Linked DNA regions of Mus musculus: regions 2 and 3 are each linked to region 1. Evidence: chromatin contacts called from public HiChIP or PLAC-seq and promoter capture Hi-C data. All regions are on one chromosome and are shown on one strand. Each heading gives the region's core, a stretch centred on a gene start, on an enhancer-like site or on the middle of the called end of the contact. The rest is flanking DNA. Distances are from core to core; before and after follow the strand shown.

Region 1 (4,085 bases), core at 743-3,242:
GGGGGCAGAGGGGAAGGGATAGAAGATAGAAATCAGCGCTGTGCCTGGACCCATCCTAAGGGATTATGGAGCTGGCCTAGAAACACAGCAAATCCCTCCCTTCCCATCCCCACACCCAAGAGAATACAATCATAACCGGTACATTCTAGGTCCTCTCGGGATCTCCACACCCCGTGCTCCCCCACAGACCTGTCTGAACCCTAATTTTGCCTATTCCACATCACACTGTCTCCTACCAGACTCCTCTCAAGGAGGGTCTCTTCCCCAGGATCAACTTCCTTCAAGCTCTCGAGATGTCATAGGGAAAACATACATCCCTAGAACCAACCTCCACCACTTGCTCCACCTAACTCCACTATGCCCCCCATCCATGTTCCCAAAGGCAGACATGGAGAGGGGAGGATAGATCATCAGAGAGAAACTGAGTCACCAGAGGGCTCTCACCCCAGTGTCTCATGATGAGCAAGAAATTTTGATTTCTGTCCATTCCCATAACCACAGCCCAACCAACATCCTGGTATCTGCAGGCCTCTCCATTTCGTGGGGATGACCACCGTAACCCTCTCCCTTAATGAAGGCCTCGAGATGGTGTATGGGAGGCCGAGCAGGAAGTGAGAAGAAGCCTGAGAGCCAGGAGGACCACCCTGAGGTAGGAGCTCCAGCCAGACATGGGAGACAGCAGACAGAAGAGCAGAGGGTACCAAGGGCCGAGCCAGGCACCCTACAACCCTGTCTTTATGCCCTTACCAAATGAGCCCTCCTTCCTACCCCTGTCTTATGTCTACCTGCTGCCCTATATCCGTTCTTCATCCCTTCTTTGCTTCCTGGCTCTTCCTTGATTTCCTCCTCCCCCACTTCTCTCCTTTCCTCCTTCTGCCTCTACCTTCCTCCTTTCTGATCCACTTCTTATTCCCACTCCTCACCTCCCCTTCCCTCCTCAGATTCCCTTCTCACCTCCTTCCTGGAGCACCCCTCCACACACACCCTTTTCTTCCCTTTTCAGACTTTCTCTGTCCCCTCTACCTACCTGAACCCTCGGCCCCTGGCCCCAACCTCCCCTTCCCTCTGACAGTCTCACCCAGTTGAATTTATCTGCTCTCTGCCAGAGAGGGCAGCTGTGGTAACCCACAACCCAGCGGATGCAGGCAGAAGGGTATGGATGCAGAGAGACACGAAAATACATACGTGCTCGGAATTACTGAGCTGCGGTACACAGTTTCTCCCCAGGAAGGGATGAAGACAGCCAGATGGATCTGCCACACACCCTTAGTATGCATGAACACCCAGTGAAACGGAACCTGAGGGAATGTCACCCTCGGGGAGCAAGTCCCTTTGAGACAGGAGGTATCTACCAGCATGGAAGGGTTGGGGGAGGGGGCAGAGAGACCCCAGGTGGGAACAGATATACAAGCAGGATGTTAGGCAAGCACATGTAGAGATGGACCAGCGAGGAGGAGCTGGCCCTTGGAAGTGAGAGCCAGTCTGAAAAAAGGATGGAAAGGGGGTGGTGAGAAAGGAAAGGACACCTGTCTCGGACACCAGAGAGCCTGAACATCCCCTTCCCTCCTTACCCCCATATTGCTCAGCCTGACGCCCCAGTTCAGAGGCTCCCATCCCCGTCTATCTCACCTTTGTTGCCAGAGCTGATTTGAAGCAGAGAGGCCAGCAAAAGGGACACCAGCAGGAGGGTCATGGTGCGGTGCTAAGCACGCCAGGCCAGGCGTTCCTATCCCCTGGGAGCCTCAAGCCTGCTAATGCCACCTTGGGGGAGAAATGCAGAGACTACGAGGGAAGGGCAGGGGGACAAGATCGGAAAGGAGCCTGCCGACCACTCTAGTCCATATAGCAGATGTGTTCAGACCCGCTGGGTGGCTGAGATGGGGGACTTGCAGTAGCTTCTCTCTTCAGTCTCCAGCCCAGCGTCCTCACTCTCGCTTGCTCTCTCTATCTCTCTCTCACTCCCACCCCATCCCCGCTACTGCAGGATGACGTCAGCACAGCCAGGCAAGGATTGATGGGGCCGCTGGCCAATTAGAAGACTGAGGGCACCAGGTGCTGCAAGGGGGGGTAGGGAACCAATGCGACTGGGGAGCAGGGGCGGGAGAATGTGTTAGGGCTTTTTCCCCTGGCTGCAGTTTGGGGGAGCAGAGGAACTGCGGGGGCTAGAGAGGAAGCAGGAAAGCCATGGAGTGGGTAGAAGATACGAAGGATATCAGAAGACCTAGCCGAAAGGCAGGAGGTAGGGTGAGACAGAGACGTCAAGAGCCTTGGGGGTGGCCAAGAGAGGCAGTATCCACGTCACCCACCCCCAATTCTGCATTAACCTCTTTCCACAGCCCATTCCATTAGCTAGTCCCTGCTGCGTGCTTTCTGGAAACCTGGAGGCAAAACCTCGAGTAGGAAATTCTAGCATTTCAGTTCCAACTCAGGGCCCTGTGGGCGACAGCGGAGGGCCAGAAAAACCTAACGGACAGATAGACAGACAAAAAAAAAAAAAAACAACAACAACAACAAAAAAAAAAACCTATGACAAGAGCCCTAGGTGAGGAAGAGGAAGGACTCCCGGCAGCCCTTTCCACACACGCTCCTGGAAGGGCAGTTCATCTGCATCTGAGATCGTCTTTTCTTACTGCTTACAGTCCCTGATTTCCCCACCTTAAACTGTGATCGAGCTGCCCCACATCATTGGTCAGTTTGGGAGGCAAGTGGGCAGCTGCAGACATGGTACACAATGATTTCAATATCCTCCAAGCCGTTAGGATGTGCCTTGGCTGAGGGCTGATGGTATCCAGGACTCGGAACTGAGAGGGAAACCCTGGGTCCCAAATCAAAGAGTATAAAATCTTCAGCCTTCCCTTGAACTCATCCCTCACTGATGGTCATTTCCTCTGCCTCCCCAAACATGCCCCAGAAGACCAAGAACACCCGTTTAAGAACCATATTCAGCCAATGGTAAGGGGGCAGGGGAAGAGCTGTGAAGGCCTAGAGTCCAGGCCTTTAGTACTGTGGCTCCTGTCTCCTGTGGCGGTCCTCACTCCCAACTCACACCTCTGAATGCCCCCTCCCTCCCCTTCCTCTCAGTCTAAGAATAAAGCCAGAACTCACAGCTGCTCCACACACTGCCTGCCACAGCAGCCTCCAGTGGAAGCCCGTCCCTCGGGGTTCCCAAACCTGACCGAAATGACTCGGAGGCCAAGACTGACACTCAGAAAGCTCAAGTTCTGAATGACAGACAGCTCTAAGGTCATTCCACAGAAAAAGCTGAAGCCAGGAATGACTTTGTTAAGTCTCAGTCGCTCCAGGGCTACACACAGCAGACCAGAGCCCATCACTGCAGCGGGGCAGAGTGGGGCTGCATCTCTTTATATATATATATATATATATATTCTAAATAATTTATTTTAAAAATGTATTCAAGGCCTTATAATCTTGGAATTTCTTGGGGTTTTAGGCTTTAGACTTTTTTTTTTCAATTTTTTTTATTAGGTATTTTCCTCATTTACATTTTCAATGCTATCCCAAAGGTCCCCCATACCCACTCCCCAATCCCCTACCCACCCACTCCCCCTTTTTGGCCCTGGCGTTCCCCTGTACTGGGGCATATAAAGTTTGCAAGTCCAATGGGCCTCTCTTTGCAGTGATGGCCGACTAGGCCATCTTTTGATACATATGCAGCTAAAGACAAGAGCTCCTGGGTACTGGTTAGTTCATATTGTTGTTCCACCTATAGGGTTGCAGTTCCCTTTAGCTCCTTGGGTAATTTCTCTAGCTCCTCCATTAGGGGCCGTGTGACCCATGAAGCTGCATCTCTTACTGCAGCAAGGAACCAGCCCTACTAAAGCCCTGGTTAGCTGGGTCTTCCCACACTGTGTGTGGGGACTGACTTGAAGTCTGTGAGCCTCCTTTTCCAGACAGCCCCCTTGACTCCCCAGTCTACTCCTGTCTACACTGGGAACAATGTCTCCCTCCCAACCTGTCCCAAAAGAACTTGGAACACTACCTAGATGTCCTAAGTAAGAACTTCACCCTTCCAGACCCTTCCTCCCACTCTCTTCCTCTTCCAGGTCCCACTGAGAAGCCATGTT
Region 2 (4,085 bases), core at 804-3,303, 100 kb before region 1:
GTAGACTAGCCTAGCAGTAGACTGTGATCCGTTTCAAACATTGCTCTTGCCCACCGGAGGAGACAATCCGATCTTCTCTTATAGCCAGAGGAAGTAAGAACAAGTTACACAAACTGTTTTTCCAACTAAAACCCACACATGCTTTCACTGCATTTTTAAAACATTACTATAAGGCTAGACGGATGTCATCTAGTAGTAGAGCCGTTACGTGGTATATATGAGACCCTGAGCTTAACTATCAGGACAGCAAAAGTGCATTAATTTACCAACAAAATGAAATAAAATGTACTGTGCTTGAGAAGTGTGAGGTAGGCTTCACTGGGAGCTAGAGGTTCATATTTATTATCCTGATGAAAACATTTGATGTACTGTGCCCCAGTCACTCAGCCATTAAAAGGCTTAATTACACTTAGAAGTAAAATGAAATCTAATAATCCCCCCACCACCAAAATTTTAAAAATCAGGAGCTTGAAAACATTCTGCTTCCAACCAGTTTCTCTATTCCAAGAATGTATCTGAGTTTTTCTATTTCGGGTATTCTTAACTTAGTACTTTTCCCAGAAAGTTATACCTAAATGTGCCTCCTGTTACCATTTTCCAAAGCCACTGGGAAGAAGGCCAAAATTGTGGGAGAAACAATGTTGTAATCATCATAAAACATGTCTAGGCTATTCAACCCTCTTCACTGTGAGGTTGGGAGAACATCAGCTCTGATGCTGGACCTGGTATCTGTCCCGCTTAAGATGCAGGAAGTACACATATGTCAAGGAGCTGCTTTGCCCGTTCTATATAATCAGCCTGTACTGAAGTCATTAGATGGTCGCAGAGTTCTAAATCACAGACACGAGTGAGAAGGGCACAAATGGTTATTTTGGGATAGTTTATAAAAAGTGAGGCCACAGTGCAGCATCAAAACAGCTGGTGACCACTGCGGTGTCCTCTGAAGCCCTAGCCTGGACCATGGTGCAGATGGTTTCAGTACAGCCACATTGGTCCCTTCAGTGATACGCTATGGTCTTGAGCTCACAAACCAGACTTCCAGCCTTCTCTTCCTCATTCAGGAGTCTCTCCATCAGTTCTTCCTCTGGGCAATATGAAAAACAGAAAAAGAAAGCTTAGGATCTTATGATAATTGTGACCCAAAGAATGAGTATTGGATAAGGCTCAGAGCAGAAACTTGGCCTTGAAATGTTTTCTTCTAGCAGAGAGAACTTGAGGTCCTCTGGGGGTCCCATAAATGTCTTGATATCTTCAGAACATGGAAGAGCCTCTGGGGGAGACTCAGAATGCTATGTGCAGATACTGTGCACATACTAAGTATCTCCCTCACCTGATGCAGGAGAGAGAGAGAGAGAGAGAGAGAGAGAGAGAGAGAGAGAGAGAGAGAGAGAGAGACAGACTAAGGAACCTTCTCCTGCCTCCAATTCTTTCCCCTTCCTGTCTCGTGGCCATCAGAGTCATCCTGACTTGTAACCACATGGAAATAATATTCACATATTCACATGTGGAAATAACTAAAGCAAAGGCTGAACAACAAAAATCGCACCTAAAATGCCTTAATATAGACTCTCCCTGTGCTCACTAGTCTGCTCTCTAGCCATCAGATCCCATGCCCTTCATGCCTCTGGACAACCCTACAATTCCTACCCCAGTCAGAGCCTCTTTCCTGACCTCATGTTCTACTTTAGAACTTCAGAAAAATATCCTTTTGCTATGACACCATATTTCTTGACACTAAAGTCACTGAGTTTGAGAATCTGGAGAACAAATGTCATTGTCCAGAAAGTTTGGGGAAGTCGAGGCTCAAATCCGGTCTCCCACAGCAACCGTTCTTCCTGCCCACTACCTACAGCTCTCGGAATTCCCAGGATGCTGCTGTTCTCTACCTTGGAACACTCTCCTCTTTCTACACTGATGAATCATCAGGATAATGAGAAAGAGGAAAATACAGTGTCCCATGATGAAACCGAGGACACTGGCCACAAAAAAGATCCCCGGACTGGGATTTGAGTGGATCCCTGAGAAGTACATGCTGGGAGTATGAGAAAGGTATGGGCTACCTTGCCCCCTGCTGGTACCAGTAGGCTACCTCGGATGTGAAGTCACTGCTTCAAGCACAATGGGAGATTGTGAGAGCCAGGCAGGGGCTGATTAGCCTCTGCCCTAGAAGACCTCAGTCCATCCTATGCTAGCCCAGAGGTTAATCCAGAGGGCGCTCCTTGTGTTGTTTTCCTTGCTGTGAGAAAACACTGTGGCACTTTGGCTTATTGTTCGAACTGGCAGGGGAGGCATGCCAGTATATAGTCAGAGATAATGTCCCCACCTGTGTGGAGAAAGCAGAGAGGGAACCGCAAGTGGGGTGAGACTGTAAACGCCACCCTCCACCCAAGTTCTTTACCTCAGTTTACCTCTGATGATAAGCTAGGGGTTGCCCAATATCTTGCCTTTAAAAGGCAACTGTGTTCTCTCTTCTTTGTCTCTTTCTCTGCCTCTTTTCATTTCCCCGTGGAAGCTGAAACATGCAACAGTAAATTGAGGATTGAGGGTCTCGAATCCAAAAAGGAACCACCCCACTGAGGCCCTTCATCCATCTCCTATCAGCACTGGGCAGGACGGGTGAATGGGATCACGTGGCAAGCACAACTCGGTTCTGCTGTTTTGCCACAAGAACCGCGATTGCATCTGGTTTCTCTGAGCTCCTCTTCATTCATGTGAATTACCGAGTTGCCATTCATTCATTGTTTGCTGGGGCCGGTGGTACTCTATATCCGTACTATTTTTTCCTCTTGTATTTAAATTTTTGCAGATTTTTTCCATCTTGTCTGCCAATTCATGTCCATTCATCTGTTGTTCTCTCAACTCTGACTGTTCCGTACCTTTTATAGACTATGAGTAACTCTTGTTGAGCTGTTTTATCATTTTCCATTAAAAATTGAGTTTAGGGTCTGGAAAGATAACTTTGTAGTTAAGAGCACTTGTCACTCTTGCAAAGGACCTGCGTTAACATTCCAGTACCCACATGGTGTCTCACAACCATCGTGGGTCTAGTTATAGACACACAGGCAAAACACATCATCTTTACATAAAAAAAAAGTTTAAAAACTTAGGTTATAAACTTAAACTACATTGAATACTGTTTTTTCTCTTTTGGTTTTGCAACAATTTATATTATAATGCTCAATCTCTATTACCACAAATCAGATTTATTAATTTAAATATCATTTACTATCTTAGCAATCAAGCAAAAAAAAAAAAAATTTAAAAGATCTTTCAGTAGATTCTGCTCATCTAGCCAGTCAACAGGTGCACATCAAGACCCTATTCATAGCATTCCTAACAGGCTCTCTACACGCGCTCGGTGAAGAGACACTCAGTCAAGCAACTCAGTAAGAGAGTGAATGACAGTCAAGGACAATCAAGGTCTATCTCCTTAGTAGATCTCATGTGTGCAACGTATGCACGCGTGCACATATACACACTTGTGTTCGATGTGAAAATGTTGATAATGAAACTGACAGTGTAATTTTGGCTGCTGATGAGGAACGTCCTCCAGTAAATGTTTGGTACTCCAGCTTGTCAAATAATTCAGACTTTTCTCTCTATCTCACAACCTCAGAGAGTCCAATATAAAGCAGAACCACCCACAGCTACCACACACCCAGCACTTCTCCACTGTGTTCCAACAGGAATGAGACCCAAAATGTCTTCTGCCACCCCCCTGACAAGTACCACCAACCCGAATGCCAGATACCGTAAACTCCTAGGGCCTTTCCCTCCCACCATGCTAGTGGCAAGGTGCGCTGCCTGCCTCTTCAGAAAAAGAACCTCCAGCCCAGGAGAGGGGACAGCAAATGCTCAGGGCATGTGCAGGTTTGTTCCGAAGGTACCTTGGTGTACAGTATGCCATGACTGCTGGAACCTGGAAGAGGCTGCGATGGTGTGCGAGCCGCTGGGAGGTGTCTCATCACTAGACACAGCCACCCAGGGGAGGCTGAGTATGTTCCAGGAAATGGAAGCATCTGGCCAGACAAGGTGCAGGGATCCAGCAGTGAGTCCTCCATGTATGACTGTCCAGCAATGCCCTG
Region 3 (4,085 bases), core at 659-3,158, 78 kb after region 1:
GGTCCTCTGGCCACAGAGTCTCCCTTCCTCGATGTCTCCTGAGATTATCTAAGAGAAGAAGGAAATGTAAAACTGAGAATGGGCAAAGAGAGCAGAACCTTTACTCCCGATCTCCAGCTCCGTCTGTCTGTCCGGTCTGTCTCCCCCACCCCCACCTCATGTTCCCCCAGTGCTGGGGACCAAACTCAGGGACATGTCCTTGCATGGCAAGTACCCTGCCATTGAGCCATGCCCCTACCCCATAGGACGGCTTGACAACACACAGCCCCCTAAATCCTCTCATTCCTCCATCCCCCCCCCGCTCCTCCCATCCCTCTCCCTCCTGTGCTGTAATATACCTGCACTGAGTCGTATGCACAGCTCTCTGACGGCTCTATGTCCACATGGGTAAAGTAAAGGTGAATCCCAAACCCCTCTGGGACTTCAATGTCCCAAGATTTCACGACGTCATTGGGGTACGCCTGGGGATAATTAGGGGACAGGATCTCCCCATGCATGGTGGGCTCAGCAGAAAATGATGCCAAAAGAGAAAACAGGACCAAACACCTGGAAGAGGAAAAAAAAGTCACACAGAGGTGGGAAGCCGGGAACCGATGGCTTCATGCAGAACTCTGACCGTTAGGCAGCCAACATGTCATGGAATAAACAAATATATACAGAATAAATAAATAAATAATTAAAAGTCAAGGTTCATATCTGAGCTCTTTCTAGAGAAATGGGAAATCACATACAACAGGCCTGTGTCTAAGTCCAGCACTCTGGGGACAGAGGAAGGGTGATGTTACGCCAGCTTGGGCTGCATAGTGACACACTGTCCCAAAACTGTGAAAGAGAGAAAAAAGGTAGAGATGGAGTCATTTCTGTAGATACCTGATCACTTACCACATCCCTGGCGATTTGCCCATGGCTCTCTGGCTCTCTGGCTCTCTGGCTCTCTGATTTTGGAGGTAAAGGGCAGTCAGCAGTCCTGGCTGTCTTTATCTGACAAATACAGGTGCTTGCTTTGGTAGTGAGGGACCACCCAGGGCTCAGTGTCACCTTTGAAAGAATACCATAGAAATAGGTACCTGTCAGGAATGGTCATCACATGATACCATGACACCCTCCCCAGTGAGATTTAGACTAACTTCCCAGACCAGCCCTCAATTAACCCTGTCCCCAAACATCTTCCAATATTCCTACAATTGAGTGAGGAGTTTCTCCCTGTCTTTTGTGTCCTCCTCCACCCACTCCTGGCCCCTTGCATCGGTCTCTGCATTTCCAAACAGGCTGGAGCTTCCAGACAGATCCTCTCCCATTCAAGCCTGCCCCCTTTGACAAGCTATTACAGGTGTTGCTTCTGCTGGTGGCCCAATGGCCACTGAAGGAGGAAAGTGTTTCCTTCAGTAGGGACAGGAAGGGACCTTGGGAGACGCTAATCAGAAAGAAAGTATGGCCGGCCGTGTGGTGATAGGATGCAGAGTGCTGGAAAAGGGAAAGCTGAGAAAAGTCAGGACATTCAGATATGCTTTCCCTTACTTTTCTCGAGTTGGTTTGTTTTGTCCTTTGCTTAAAGAGCAAGGTATCTTCCCATAGTTCCCAGAAAAGTCTTTCACAAATTGCCTCTGACCCCTGAAACACTGCTGTGTGAAAGGATGAGGCTGTTGTGGGGTGGGGCTGGGTCCTACATGTGAGAACCCGTGTCTGTATTCTGACCTCTCGCTGAGCTCCTTCCAACCCTCCATCTTTGCTCCAAACCTTACTGTACATGGTTCCTTGTCTTTCCCTCTTCCTTCATCAAAGCTTCTCTCTTTAAGGCTTGCTCTTAAAGTTGTTACCTTCAGGAGCTGATGGGAACAAGTGGGCCAGCCTCCTCTCCTGCCTCTGGTCATGCAGTTAAGCCCCTGCAGCTCCAGAGGGAGTGGCCTTTGCAGGAAGCTCCTCCCCACCTCCCTGTTCTGTTTGCTCTAAAGATTCCCTAAGGGAGTGTGTTTTTGCATGTCCAAAATTCCCTGTTCCAAACAGAGGGGGCTGGGAGATCACAATCTAGTTAAGAGTAATCAGCCTTGATCTTAGAGTGCCCTCTGCGTTTAAAACAAGAACTGCACCAGCTTTGCTGGGCTGAGAGGTCCAGAGCAAAAGGGGGGAATGGGGAATTTTGAGATTGCCTAATTCTCTCTTACAGCCAAAGGGTGTGTTTCAGAGCTTTTGAGGAAGTCAGGTGATTTATCTTCTTAAGGAGGGAAGGCTTAACAGGAGGGACGAAAACTAAACTCAGAAAGTCCAACCCTCTGTGTGATTCATGAATCAAAGGAAGAGAGTCATCAGAAGTAGAAGCCATTGTCTGGAGGCTCTAGGAGGCAAGATAGCTCAGCTTAGAAAGGTACCTACCTCCAGGCAGAAAGACATGAACTCTACATCCCCTGGGACCCACATCATAGGTGAACCAACAGTTCCTGCAAGCTGTCTTCTGAGAACATGCCAATGCAATTCTTTCTTTAATTAATACATAAATGCAACTCATCCTGCCTTCGAGACAATTTACACCTAGACGGCATGTGCACTCAAAGTTTCTTCGTCCCGAAAGTCCCATCTCAAGGCTGGGCAAGGTGGTTAATGCCTGTAAGTCCAGGAGAAGAATTTCTGAGAATCTGAGTCTAGCCTGGACTACATAGAGAATATCAGGCTGGCTAGTTCTGTATAGTACATTTGTTTCTTGTTTAATTTGATGCACAGCTATGACCTCAGTACTTAGGAAGTGAAGCCAGGAGCTATCAGAAAATCAGGGACAGTCTTTCTTTATATAGTCATTTGGAGGTCAACCTGGGCTACCTAAGATCCAAAAAGGCTTGCCTAATGTTGTTTCTCCAATTCTAATACATTTGCCCTCAAGCATCATTCTAAGTCCATTTGGAAATTATTTATTAACAAAGACATGAAAAGATGGTTCTGAGGTGAAGAGCACTGCTGTTCTTCCAGAGGACCCAGGTTCAAGTCCCAGCACTGGCATGGTGGCTCACAACATTTTTTTCTTTTCTTTTTTAAAGATTTGTTTATTATTATTATATGTAAGTACACTGTAGCTGTCTTCAGACACACCAGAAGAGTGCATCAGATCTCATTACGGATGGTTGTGAGCCACCACATGGTTGCTGGGATTTGAACTCAGGACCTTTGGAAGAGCAGTCAGTGTACTTAACCACTGAGCCATCTCACTGGCTCACAACTTTCGATGTAATTCTGGTTCCAGGAAACCTGACACCTTCTGGTCTCTATGGCCACCAGGCATTCATGTCGAACACATACATATATGCAGGCAAAATGCTCATACACATAAAATCAAATAATTAAATCTAAAAGAAAAATTTTAAATAGTAATGAACGTTGCTCTTCCTCCTCCTCCTCCTCCCCCTCCCCCTCATACACAGAAAGAGAGACAGAGAGAGACAGAGACAGAGAGAGACAGAGAGACAGAGTGAGACAGAGACAGACAGACAGACAGACAGAGACAGAGAGACAGAGAGAGAGGGGGAGAGAGACAGAGAGATATGGGGGCATCATCCCCCCATTAGCACACTGCCCTTTGGCTACTGAATATCATTCTTTAAAAGAAGGGTATCCCTGGGAAGAAACATGGAGGGCTATGTATCTCTAAACCTGCTGCCAAGCCTGCAGTAGGGCCCACTTCATCCAGCTCCAAGTGTGGGACAGGATGGGGCTCATGGGCCTGCCTGTGGAGTTAATGTGCTCAAGTCCTGGGAGAGCCCAAGATGCTCATGCCTGCGTTCAAGGCGGTGGCCAAGACCAAGACCAAGCCACAGATAAAAACTGCTAGGTCTTCACACAAGAAGAAGAGACTACCAGCGAAGTCCTAGTCACAGAGCTCTCATGGTGGGACCACCCTGGGAGACATGACAATGTTAAAAACAGAGACTCTTATGACAGATCACAAGGACAGCAATGGCTGTTTCAACTGAGCGACCTTCCTATGCCTCTAAGCTCCACAGGTAGGCCTTTCAGCCACCCCACCACCACCACCGCCACTGCCACATGCTTGAGAGGCAAGCGTCCTCTCTCTGAGAGCTGGGAGATCAGGGAAGTCGGTT

The links. HiChIP or PLAC-seq counts read pairs in DNA pulled down with a chosen protein or histone mark. Capture Hi-C pulls out chosen DNA fragments and counts their contacts.
Region 2: a contact with region 1 is called in an H3K27ac HiChIP or PLAC-seq map of embryonic stem cells, with 5 read pairs. The contact joins the promoter of 1700027F06Rik here to the promoter of Clstn3 in region 1. A contact is called at or near these places in 1 of 39 promoter capture datasets (liver), 1 of 115 datasets of contacts at active chromatin or transcription factors (embryonic stem cells) and 2 of 9 other capture datasets (adipose tissue and pancreatic islet).
Region 3: a contact with region 1 is called in a promoter capture Hi-C map of adipose tissue. The contact joins the promoter of C1s1 here to the promoter of Clstn3 in region 1. A contact is called at or near these places in 4 of 39 promoter capture datasets (the 3T3-L1 cell line, embryonic stem cells, liver and 1 more), 1 of 484 Hi-C or Micro-C datasets (uterus), 1 of 115 datasets of contacts at active chromatin or transcription factors (pancreatic cancer cells) and 3 of 9 other capture datasets (adipose tissue, liver and pancreatic islet).

Annotation. Positions count from the first base shown.
Region 1 is chr6:124,462,792-124,466,876 of GRCm38.p6, forward strand. It overlaps Clstn3 (calsyntenin 3), which reads right to left and starts at 1,993. Exons shown (of 18, transcript NM_153508.4): 1 at 1,630-1,993. The coding sequence starts at 1,693.
Region 2 is chr6:124,362,433-124,366,517 of GRCm38.p6, forward strand. 1700027F06Rik (RIKEN cDNA 1700027F06 gene) reads right to left here and starts at 2,054. Exons shown (of 2, transcript NR_131162.1): 1 at 1,887-2,054; 2 at 850-1,084.
Region 3 is chr6:124,540,451-124,544,535 of GRCm38.p6, forward strand. C1s1 (complement component 1, s subcomponent 1) reads right to left here and starts at 1,909. Exons shown (of 12, transcript NM_001097617.1): 1 at 1,818-1,909; 2 at 883-1,038; 3 at 339-546; 4 at 1-48. The coding sequence starts at 905.